2 separate regions of the Mus musculus genome follow, and region 1 is linked to region 2. Evidence: chromatin contacts called from public Hi-C data. All regions are on one chromosome and are shown on one strand. The core of a region is the stretch at or near the end of the contact, and the rest is flanking DNA. Distances in the headings are between cores, read along the strand shown.

Region 1 (5,602 bases), core at 2,735-5,234, 410 kb after region 2:
TTTAAAACAGCTTTAAGGTGTTTTAACTTTGTTTAGCTCAGCTGTCAAGATGAAAGCATTTAGTCTCAGTATTAATAAAGATGACTTAGTTTTAAAAAGCTCCAAACTAGCTTATTAACTCTTTTCTGTAGGTTCATTTTTACCCATGAAATAAAATTATTTGTGGAAAGAGGCTCACTCCCTTAAATCTCCACCATCTCTGGCATAATTTTAGAGTCTGACTTAAGACCTCCCTGAGCCATCAGGAGCTTGAAAAACATTGCTGCATATTCAACAAGTTATTTTCTTAGAGAAAATATCTTTTAAAATTAAGCATTTTCTGAATTTTTTGCACAAAAAACCCTCAGGCAGTATTATTCACAAAATGGAATTTTGAACAATCACCACAAGTTTGTAGATTAATTCTTTTGAAACAACAAATGTTTATGACGACATCCTTAATTTTGCAATTTGGTCATATTCTGTGCTAATTTCTCAATACTGGATATAGTCTGGGAGAAAATGTTTTCAAAAGAGAAATTTTATTAAGGACTATCATTCAGTAATCTTAAAATAAATAATTTTATCTTAAAAGTAGGTGAACTCAGACCCTTCACCAAAAGATGACCTATAATCACAGTGAGCAAGTGTACAAAAAGAGGCCAGTATCAGATATCACTGGAGATGCAAAACAAAATAAGGTGCACCACACACAGGGTGGAAATGGACAAAGCATAAAACACACAGGATGCTTGCCATTCATTGGTAAGATAACAAAACAGTATGGCCACTCTGGAAGACAGTGCCACGGTTTCTCATAAAACTACAGTTCTAGGGCCTGGAGCAATGGTGTTGTACCTTGGAGCACTGTACAAAGCCGGGGACCCAGGTTCTATCTCCAGCACCATGTGGTAGCTCACAGCCATCTGTAACTCCAATTCCTGGGAGATCTGAATTATCTTTGGCCTCTGAGAGCACAGCATGATGTGTTGCACAGACACACATGCAGACAGCATACCCAAATGTACAAAATAATAAAATAAGAATAAAGTCCTTACTATATAATCTAGCACCTGTGTTCTTTGATATTTACCCAAATAACTAAAAACTTAAATCTGCAATCAATGTTTTATAGCAGCTTTCTTGCAATTGCCAAAACATGGAAGCTACCAAGATTTTCTTCAGTAGATGAAGAGCTGTGCTGAGTCCTGGCAATGGACTATTACTCAGTGCTGTGTCAGCTTCTATTACTATACAAAATACCTGAGGTAATCAACTTATAAAAAGAAAAGATTCATGCTGTCTTCCAGTTTGAGAGGTTTTAATCCAGATCAGTTGGTCTGCTTGTTTGGGGCTTATAAGGAAGCAGCTTATAATGCCAGAGGTGTGTCGTATAGGAAAACTGCTCATGGTCAGAAAGTAAAAGGAAGAGGTAACATGGGTCCCAGATCCCTTTTCTCTTGCCTTTTAAACAATTACTTAGTGTTTATGGCTGCATTCAAGAGTATGCCAGGAGCCATAGCCCTGAAGAAAACTGAGTGTCCTTTCCCCAGCAGCTATCAGCTCCTCACCTCTGGGTGCAGCCTCAGGGGACGAGGACTTTTAGGAAAGCGAAGCTGTGCTGGGTGCTCTCATAATGATTTATTTACATTACCATACATTAGTCAAACCCTCGAGAATGCCAAACACAAATATACGGTATACTAGTATAAACTAGAGTTAGCTTGATGAAATGTGCCACTGACTAGCTCAGTAACTAAAGCACTCTGCCTTGCTTGGGGATGCAACGGGAGAAGGCTGTGTGTGCCCACGTGAAGGGAATGCCTTAGGGAGGATAGGCAGAGGAGAATTAATTCTCTTACCTATCCCCCAATTTTTCTACAAAAGTAAAACTGCTTGAAAAAATATTCTCAGTAATTTAATATATACCAGATATATTTATATATAAGAAGTAACTAAAAAGATATAAATCTACAAAGTATTTGAAAAAATAGATGATAAAGATGATAAAGAAAAGGACATATTTCAAATTCATAAAAGATAACATAAAAGATACTACTTGCTAAGACAAAATAAAAATGGGAAAGTAAAGCAATGGTGTTTTCCTATCAAAGGGGAAGGCTGGAGGCCTTCAGCTCTATTTATCAAAGAAACCCACAAAAATTAAATACATGTAAAAGAAGAGCAAAATGGGAGCTTGGAAACACATTATTTATAGACACAAGGAGCCAAGCAATAATCTGGCCATGGAGGTAGGTGGCAACCAGGAACCATCTGGCTAATCCAGACTTGTCACATTTTAAGAATTAATGGTACCTTGGAACTGGAGGGACAGTGGCATTAATAAGAGACAGACTAGACGAAGGTCTATCTTCTCAGGATCCTTCCTTTTACCTCAAGCTGCAAGGCTGATGTTCTGGGCAGTGTAGAGCTGGGAGTGTTATAGTTCAAATGCATTTAACAAAGCTCATCATGGAAACGTAATCACAAATGTAAAGGTATCAAGAAACAGAACCTTTAGGGCACTGGAGAGGTGGCTCAGAGGTTGAACGCACTAACTGCTCTTCCAGAGGTCCTGAGTTCAATTCCCAGCAACCACATGGTGACTCACAACCATCTGTAATGGGATCCAATGCCTTCTTCTGGTGTGTCTGAAGACAGCTACAGTGTACTCATATACATTAAATCAATCAATCAATCAATCAATCAATCAATCTTAAAAAAAAAAGAAATGGAACCTTTAAGAGCTTTCCTGAATAATATGGACTTAGCCCTGTGCATAGATGACTGTTACTGTGGGGCCAGCTTCCTTATCATAAGAGCAGACAGAGTGTACAATCATATTCTATTTTCCTCCTCTCCTTCCCCCCCCTCTCCCCCTTCCCTCCCCCAAGCCAGGTGACTTCAGATACTCATATAAGCAGATAAAAGAAGAACCACAGAAAGATGTGACTGAAGACCACTCTTAGTGTTCTAGCCAGCTGGCTGGCATCTAACACTGAAAAGCCAGAAACCTGTGTCCACTTGGAAGGCTGAAACAAACACTCTAACCTTGTGTATTATTTTACCAGGCTTTGAAAGAAATTCTTTTTATAGTCTACTGAAATATCTTATTATGTTCAATTGTGTGAAATATTAGACTATATTGGTAGTTGAACAGAAATATGTGAAACCGTGCTCTCTACTACGTGCTGGGGAGAAATAAACTTGAGTAAGCCTGGTCCCTTGCCTGACCAGAAACAAGATGACGCCTTGTGGCAATGTGCTACCTCTTTGTTTGTTTGTTTTAGCAGAAGAGATACTAAGGATTCTGACTCACTTTAGTCTCTTGAATGAAGGCCAATACGATTTCTTCATCATACAAATATGAGAACATCATTTGGCCTTGCTTTTGTGAAAAATGCTTCAGTTAACTTAGGACATGTTACTGAACATTTTATAGAAATGCCCTTAAAGAGAACAATAGCTCTTGCTTAGCAGTTTTCATGCTAGACATTAAACTACCAAGAGTTTTTGTCCGACTCAAGGAGGGCTCACTTTAGACAATGTTCTCTGTCAGTTTAAGTCCAGCTTGACATAGTGCCCTGCTTTCTAGAATTTTTCCTTAAGTGCTGCACTGCTTACATTAATTCCCTTACTTATTCTGAGTTGATCCACCAATGTTTCTGCCCAAATTGTACACTGCCATGAATCTTTTTAGAGTCTATGAACCCATATTTGCAAAAGATAAACAGGACAGAAAACAAGTGCAGTAATGAAAACATAAACTGCACATCAAAAGTTAAAGACACACCTGCATCCTCAATTCAGTCCCTGATAACTGAGTGTCTGCTAAGACACACAGGATATTGACTGGTGACAAGCTCCATGTATAAGGTTCACTATTTAGAGCAGCTCGATATTTCTGCAAAACAAAATATGAGGCTGGAAGTGGTGTAAGTTATGGCTCTTGAGATGTGGACAAGACAAAACCCACAGCAGCTTGAACCTGACCTTGTGGCTTCAGCAGGCACTTTGTAGAGACATGCTGTGGTGGCACCTGGGTTTTGTTTTGATCACACAGGGCTATGTAGAGGGCCAACTCAAAGTAGGAAGTCAAGGTAGAGACTTGTGGTCCAGGAAAGTCATCAGGCCTGCAACACTGATCTAGAAAATATTCAGAAGGTCAAAGTCTGCAAGTCTAGTGGTTTCTGAGATGAAGAAAGGATGAGAAAGCAAGAAACTAAGGTGCATCTTAGGGTGTAAGTATAGACTTACTATGACTACATGAAACTAGCCCTCACAATGCAATTCCTGGCTATGGCCAAGCTGTCCCTCATATCTTACAATAGTGACACCTCCAACAGAAGCCTGCTTGAAGGCTTTATAGAGGGCCCTCTCACATAGTACACCATGGTGACTCGTTAGCTCTACATGTTCTCTTGTGAATCTTTTATCATGTGTCTATAACCCTACAAGTCCATGGGGCAGAGATCATATCCATTTTGTTCAGTGCTGTGTCCCAAGGCTGAGCATACATCAGGGTCTCAAAACACTGAGTGAATGAATGTTATGCTCAGACAGCACCAGTGAACTGAAGCAATGTTCTCTCTCAGACATTATTACAAGGGACACAAAATCATTTGTAAAGAAGTCTGTTGAGAATAAGATAACAAGAATAGTGCCAGGTGGTGAGATGTCACATATCTGGGCAGGGGCAGGGGGAGTTGAAGACATGTGTCACTTTGCATTAATCTATGATTTGGTCAATAGTAATGACTAAGTGTATCAATGTGAGTGACCCAACCGTTGCCTAATATCATATGTACTCAATAGGAGAAATTTGGCACATCTGGAGAATGAGTTACATGAAGTTCCTTACAAAGCACTGAAGGTTGAACTCAGAGAAAACACAGGGTTCATCTAGAATAATGGAGATATAAGAGGACAAAATGCAGTAGAACTTAGAAATATAAACCTGGGAGCAGAGCTGATGGACTAAAGAGTCCCATGGAAGTACACTGCTGTGTGGTTCCTGGCTCCCAGCTGAGACTTAATCCTATAGCCAGGCTTGGAGAGTGGATGAAATCCCTAAGGGAATGTGTATTGCTGACATGAGCATGACCATCTCAGAGACACCAGTGCCCCAGATTCATGGCAATGGCAAGGCTTTTTCCTGGTCAGGGAACAGATATTGAATGGTTGACTTTTAGCTAAAACCAATACATGCAAAAAGTATCAAGCACAGCTTCCTCATTCCAAATAACTGTGTAATCATGTTCCACCAGACAGCTACCCTACCAAGGACCCCACACACTGAGATTAGGTAATGTACTTTCTCCTTCCCACAATATATAATAGGTGCCCTGCGTATCTGGGCGGCTCAGAGCGCACACATGATCCCATCTTTATATTAATTTCTTGTGTCTGTCTTTCTTAATCTTAATGGCTCTTTGCTACCAGCCTGCTTTCCAGAACCCAGCTGTGGAGACCTTGGCAGACAGGCAAGAAGAATGCTAGATGCGGCTAAGCTAGTGGTTCTGAGCACACAAATATGTATGCCTGTATGAGCATATATACATGTTCTTAACCCCTAGCATATCTCTCTCTCTCTCTCTCTCTCTCTCTCTCTCTCTCTCTCTCT
Region 2 (5,626 bases), core at 3,058-5,557:
ATAAGTACTGAGTTGACTTGGCTTAAATAAACATCTATGCTTAGAGGATACCAAGGGTTTCAGCAGATACAGTGGGCATAAATATTACGATGTTTTGCTGTTCATAAATAGTTTAAAAGAAAATTATTATAAGTATCAAATACACAGTGTGTGTGTATGTATCTGTGTGCAGATGTATAAGTGCATCCAGTTATGTTGTATAAATTGCATTTTAGAATTTCTTAACCAGGAGCAGGAATAGGGGGTGGGTTGGGGTAGGGTGCTAGGGTTAAGAGGAAAGGTGGCAAGGGAAAATAGTAAAACCTTAATCATTAATTTTTATACCGTTTGTACCTTAATGTATTTTATAACTTTCTACATAAGTAAGAAACTTGGTCATTAAGAACTTTTGCTTGTAGTTGTTTGAAGTGAGCTTTCATTCCTTTGCTTTTTGATGAGTATTGTCAAATTTATTTTATGTATATGTGAATGACTTTACATTGAGTTGATTCTAAAGACAATTTGTTAAGATTTTAGACACAAACTTTGTATAAGAATATTGGAAAACTGTTCAGCTGTGGCTACTCATCAACACGTGTCAATAAGGTTTGCCCATTATCCTCATGCCATCTTTGTGAGTGATCTGAAGAGGTCAAATGTTGGTGTCCATTTCAACTAGTGCCAACGGAAGAGGGAGTAGTGTAGTCAGAGAAAGCAGTAAGAAGGCAAGGAGAGCCCAGGGAAACGTGAAAAAGCATTCAGGTCCTCTGTGTGGCAAGCACAGTAAAGCCTGTGAGACGCTCCTGTTCCGAAGCATCCTGTTGGACCTGCCCTGTATTGCAGCTTGTGATACTGCGTTGGGACTCGCATACGGTAGGTCTTTCAGATGACAGACCCAACAAAACACTATTTTAAGGTGATTATGGGAAACGGGATTTGGTGATATGTGGCTATAATCCCAGCACTTGAGATGTGAAGGCAGGAGGATCACTAGTTTCAGGTGTTAAGGTCATATTTGATTGGTAAGTAAGTTCAAGGCTCAAAATAAGTTCACCTGTCTCAAAAAATAAAAAACACAGAAAAGAAACAAACACTTGTTTTAACTTGCTCATGCTTATGCAACAGAAATGTAATATACACTTGAAATGCTTTTTTTTAAATAATGAGAATGTATTCACATGACAATGTAATGAACACCTGTGTACCAGCCATTCTGTCTAAAAATAAATAATTTATTGTTCATCTTAAATAAAGCCCCTCTTTATTCCTACCTCAGAGCTAAATTTTCTAATTGCATTTCCTGATTCTTTCTAAAACATTTTAGCATATTTATTTGTATCTCTATTTTAGTTGTGTATGTTTTAGAGACATATGAATAGAATTCAAAGTCATAGTACACATAAAATATTCTGCATTTCACTTCTGGCAACATCACATGCCTTGGGATCCAATCTCATATTGATGCATATAACTTGAGTTTTTTATTTTTGTTTTATATTCTTTTGGTGGTGGCTATGACACAATTTTTTTAATAGTGTGCAAAGTATAACCTGAAAATTAATGGCTTTTATGAATAAACAGATTAGCAATAAAATATTAATGTTTTTACTTGTTTTGAGAATTTCATGAGTACTATATTTACATCATCTACTTCTTCCAGCTTCTCTTGTTTTGTGACCCACCTCCAATTAATGACTTTTAATTATCTGTATGTGTAATCTCAAAAATATAGTCGCTTAAATGATACCTGAAAACCCAATTGACATGTCAACGTGGATGGGAGAATATCACAAAACTCCTTTCCTGTTTGAGGAGCTACAGGCAATGGCTTGTTCCAGAGATGAACCCTCTGGCGGGTTATCAAATTCCAAGATGTCATCCCTAGGAACATACCTATATATGCAATATGTACTAAATCAATTCAACCAGTTATGCAGTTATGTATTGAGTGTGCACATATGTGTATACAAGTGTATATGTATATATACATATATATATGTATATATATATATATATATATAAAGAAGATGAAGTCAATAATTTGAGAGATAATAATTTGGCCAGGAGCAGGACATAGAACAAATTGGAAGGGGAAAGGGTACGATGGTATTATGTAATTACAGTTCTCATATAAGAAATTCTCAAAAAAAAATTAAGAATGTTGCGTATGTATATATAAAATGTTGAGTTTCTCTTCTACTTTAGTGACTCTTGGATCAATAATTATAGCTTCCATGAAATTATGTAGCATTAAGGCATTCAAAGACTGAATAGTTTCCCCATGCTAGATGCAGTATGGGTGTTGAGTATTCAGTAATGTAAAATACAAACAAGATCTATTTTTGTGCAATTAAGTTGCAATTTTATCAGTGGCAACTGCTACTTAAAGAAGAAAGAGCCATTAGTTGCCATTAAAAAAAATGAAAGCAACTACCTAAAAGCCATAGTTTTAGGTTGAATCTACCTTTGTTGTAATTTATTAAATTATTCATTTCACCAAGTGAAAACAATTTATTTGATTTGAATTAAAATAAAATGTTGAAGGTATCTATGTTTTTAATTAAAAGAATTAATTGAAATTTCCTAAACGAAGGAAGGTTCTAATCCCAGTAAGAGAGCCTCCTCTTAATGCATCCATTTTCACTAATGCTCATCAACACTGTGCTGTGCTTATAAAACGACCTGTTTTTTTAAATGTCCTATAACTTAAGTAACCAAGAAGGTAGTATGCAATCAGTGAGTTTAATAACTGTGTCCGGGCAAGCATGAATTACTGGCCTCAAGATTTTCATTACAACTTAACTACTGCTGTATATGCTGAATCTTTCCCTGCCCACAAATAATGTCCAGTTAGTATATTCTGTCATGTGAAAGTATGCTAAGTGTGCTCACCTGTCAGTAAACTTGGGTGTTTAATTATTTTTAAATAGTTATTTTCAACTTTGCTCTTTCAAAGAAGAGTGAAAAATACCATAGATTCTGCTTGCCATGTTGTGTACTTATTAAAGGAATTTTGTTTTTATAACCAATATGCTGACATTGTAGTGGTATGATTAAATAACTTTTCATATACATCCATTGGCTTCATATTTTCATATGATAAACAGAATTAAATCAGATAATGAAGTGAAATAATACTGTACATAGTAGAGATTACAAGGAAGACTGGCACTGCTCATTTGACAAGGAGAAGCAATAGAGACCTGAAGTGGGTTTCCCAGTCATGTCTCCTGTGCCTTGGACACATCATCTTGTTTCTGTGATACCCTCCATGACGCTGTCTTTATTACGGATGCCGTGTCTGCTGCTACTCTCCATCTTTACCTGCAATAAGTGAATTACTGAAAAGCACGAGAGTAGAAATGCAAAGTCAGAATATAAAGGTGTATACCTTTAAAATCACAGTTTTAAATAAGTTTGAAGGAAAAACACTAATTACATTTAATAAATTTAAAGATATATAAAATTAAGATGGCTTTACATGTAATAGTTATATGCTTTGTTATTATTCTTATTTAAAATTGCCTCAGGGTTCTGTTTCTTTGGTTTTAAAGGGCTTTTTGTTTTTGTTGTTGTTGGCTTTGTTTGTTTGTTTTTTAATTTTTATTGTTCCATCTCTTTGTGTTGGTATCACTCTGTATACAGAACTCTCATTAAATAAAGATGGTAATAGTGGTAGAAACATCTGCCTATCCTTTCTTGTTGACTCGTGATACAGTAACAGTCTATGCTAGACTCATCTTCTTGTACTTCTGGGGGGGGAAGGGGGGAGGAGAGAGAGAGAGAGAGAGAGAGAGAGAGAGAGAGAGAGAGAGAGAGAGAGAGAGAGAGAGGAGAGAGAGGAAAGTTTAAAGCTTCACAGATAATTTTGATCAGCAGTAAAGGTAGGAACCACCTAACTTTAATTCTAACCACCAGTTAGAATTAATTTTCTAGATTTGCTAGTATATATAATTCCTAGCAGACAGAAAAATGGAAAACTTTCAAATACAAAACTAGTGTTTCTGTGGATGGCATAACTTCTCATCTATTAAAAATTAAGAATATTTTTTCCTGCCTTTCTGTTAGTTGACATGATTTAGTGAAATTGTGGTTAAAAACACATTTTGAGTAGATTTGGAAGATACAAAAGATAGAGTTGTGAGTCTTGAATTTGATCTAGTGCTGCAAAGGAAAGATTAAACTGGAGCAATATAATTAGGATAAACCATTGCATCTGCACTTGTAACACAGCAACTGAATTGAGAACCAGCTGCAAACTGGTGACTAATCTCTGGCAAGCCCACATGAGGATGCAGTACAATACACCAGCTTCAGACCCATGAGCACTTGTTTCTTCCACTGGCCTTTGAGCAGGTGACGGTGGTGATGCAATCTGATTATACTGCTGAATGTATGCTAACCACAGCCAACAGTTGAGTCTCACGAGGGCTTTCACAAAAGACTTAAATATATATTTCTTTCTTATAATTTCAGCTAGAGGAGGGCATAGGAAGAAGACGTCCTTTGCCTTCTGCGGTGCCTGTAGCACTTTATAGTACTTTATAGTCCCAAGTTTGAGAGGCTTTCATTAGTGTTCACATGTGAAATGAAAATGAGAAAAATAATATGGAAAGAAGCTCTTATTCAGAACTGTTCACAGCTACTTACAATAATCAATTAAAATAATTAAACTGTCCACACTGTTTCACTCTGAACAAACAAGAATTTGTAACCCAAGGGAAAACAGTACACTGTGCATACTCAGAGAGGCATTTTCCCAGCTATTACCTGTTCTGATGAGGTGACAGTTAACAGTGTCTTGAACATTAAAGATGCTTAATAAATATTCAGCTGCCTGGAATCTGAGCCCTTGCTTCTAATGGTTGAATAGAATAATACTTTCGGGGGCTGGAGAGATGGCTCACGGGTTAAGAGCAATGCTCTTCCAGAAGTCCTGAGTTCAATTCCCAGCAACCACATGGTGGCTCACAATCATCTCTAATGGGATCTGATGCCCCCTTCTGGTGTGTCCGAAGATAGCTAGTGTATTCATATGCATAAAATAAACAAACACCTTTAATACTAGCACTTGGGAGGCAGAGGCAGGTGGATTTCTGAGTTCAAGGCCAGCCTGGTCTACAGAGTGAGTTCTAGGACATCCAGGGCTACACAGAGAAACCCTGTCTCGAAAAACCAAACCAAACAAACAAACAAAAACCAATAATACTTCCTTCTTCCATTGTAGTACAGGGGGTGACTTAGTGAGGATGTCAGAAAGTCATGTGTCAGAAAGCATGTCATCTTTGGAAAGAAGTGCTACCAGAGCCAAAATAGAACCAGGAATGTTTCTGATGGGGAGCGGGAAAGAAGAACTCTCAGAACTCACATGTGTATATGAATTGTTAACATCCAAATGTGTATAATACAATGCTATAACTTTGCAGTCAAAAGGACACGATTTCCACAAGATCACTCAGCTGTACAATTTGCAAATTGTCTTGAGAATAAAAAGGAAAAAGAGATACAGAGCTCCTAGCTTGGTAGCTCACACATTTGGATTCCAGAGGTGTGACTGGAAGCATGTCGGAAGGAAGGAAGTCTGGACCTCCCCCTATCACATCTGAATCTGTAGCCTGGAGAGGGTCCCAAGGCATTTGCGCTTTAA

What was found. A called contact is a pair of places that touch in the nucleus more often than the background predicts.
Region 1: a Hi-C map of regulatory T cells shows a contact between it and region 2, with 2.0 times the contacts expected there. The contact joins two enhancer-like sites. A contact is called at or near these places in 3 of 484 Hi-C or Micro-C datasets (bone marrow-derived macrophages, embryonic stem cells and regulatory T cells).

What each region holds. Positions count from the first base shown.
Region 1 is chr6:8,708,142-8,713,743 of GRCm38.p6, forward strand. All of the region lies in intron 6 of Ica1 (islet cell autoantigen 1), which reads right to left. Among named protein-coding and RNA genes, the nearest start is that of Ica1, 68 kb to the right of the region's middle. Within about 2 kb of position 3,985, at least 7 of the 459 cell types and tissues checked have an H3K27ac peak or open chromatin away from gene starts, as enhancers often do. A contact at or near this core is called in regulatory T cells, where this site is marked.
Region 2 is chr6:8,294,959-8,300,584 of GRCm38.p6, forward strand. The region is part of intron 2 of Umad1 (UMAP1-MVP12 associated (UMA) domain containing 1); the gene reads left to right. Among named protein-coding and RNA genes, the nearest start is that of Umad1, 38 kb to the left of the region's middle. Within about 2 kb of position 4,308, at least 49 of the 459 cell types and tissues checked have an H3K27ac peak or open chromatin away from gene starts, as enhancers often do. A contact at or near this core is called in regulatory T cells, where this site is marked.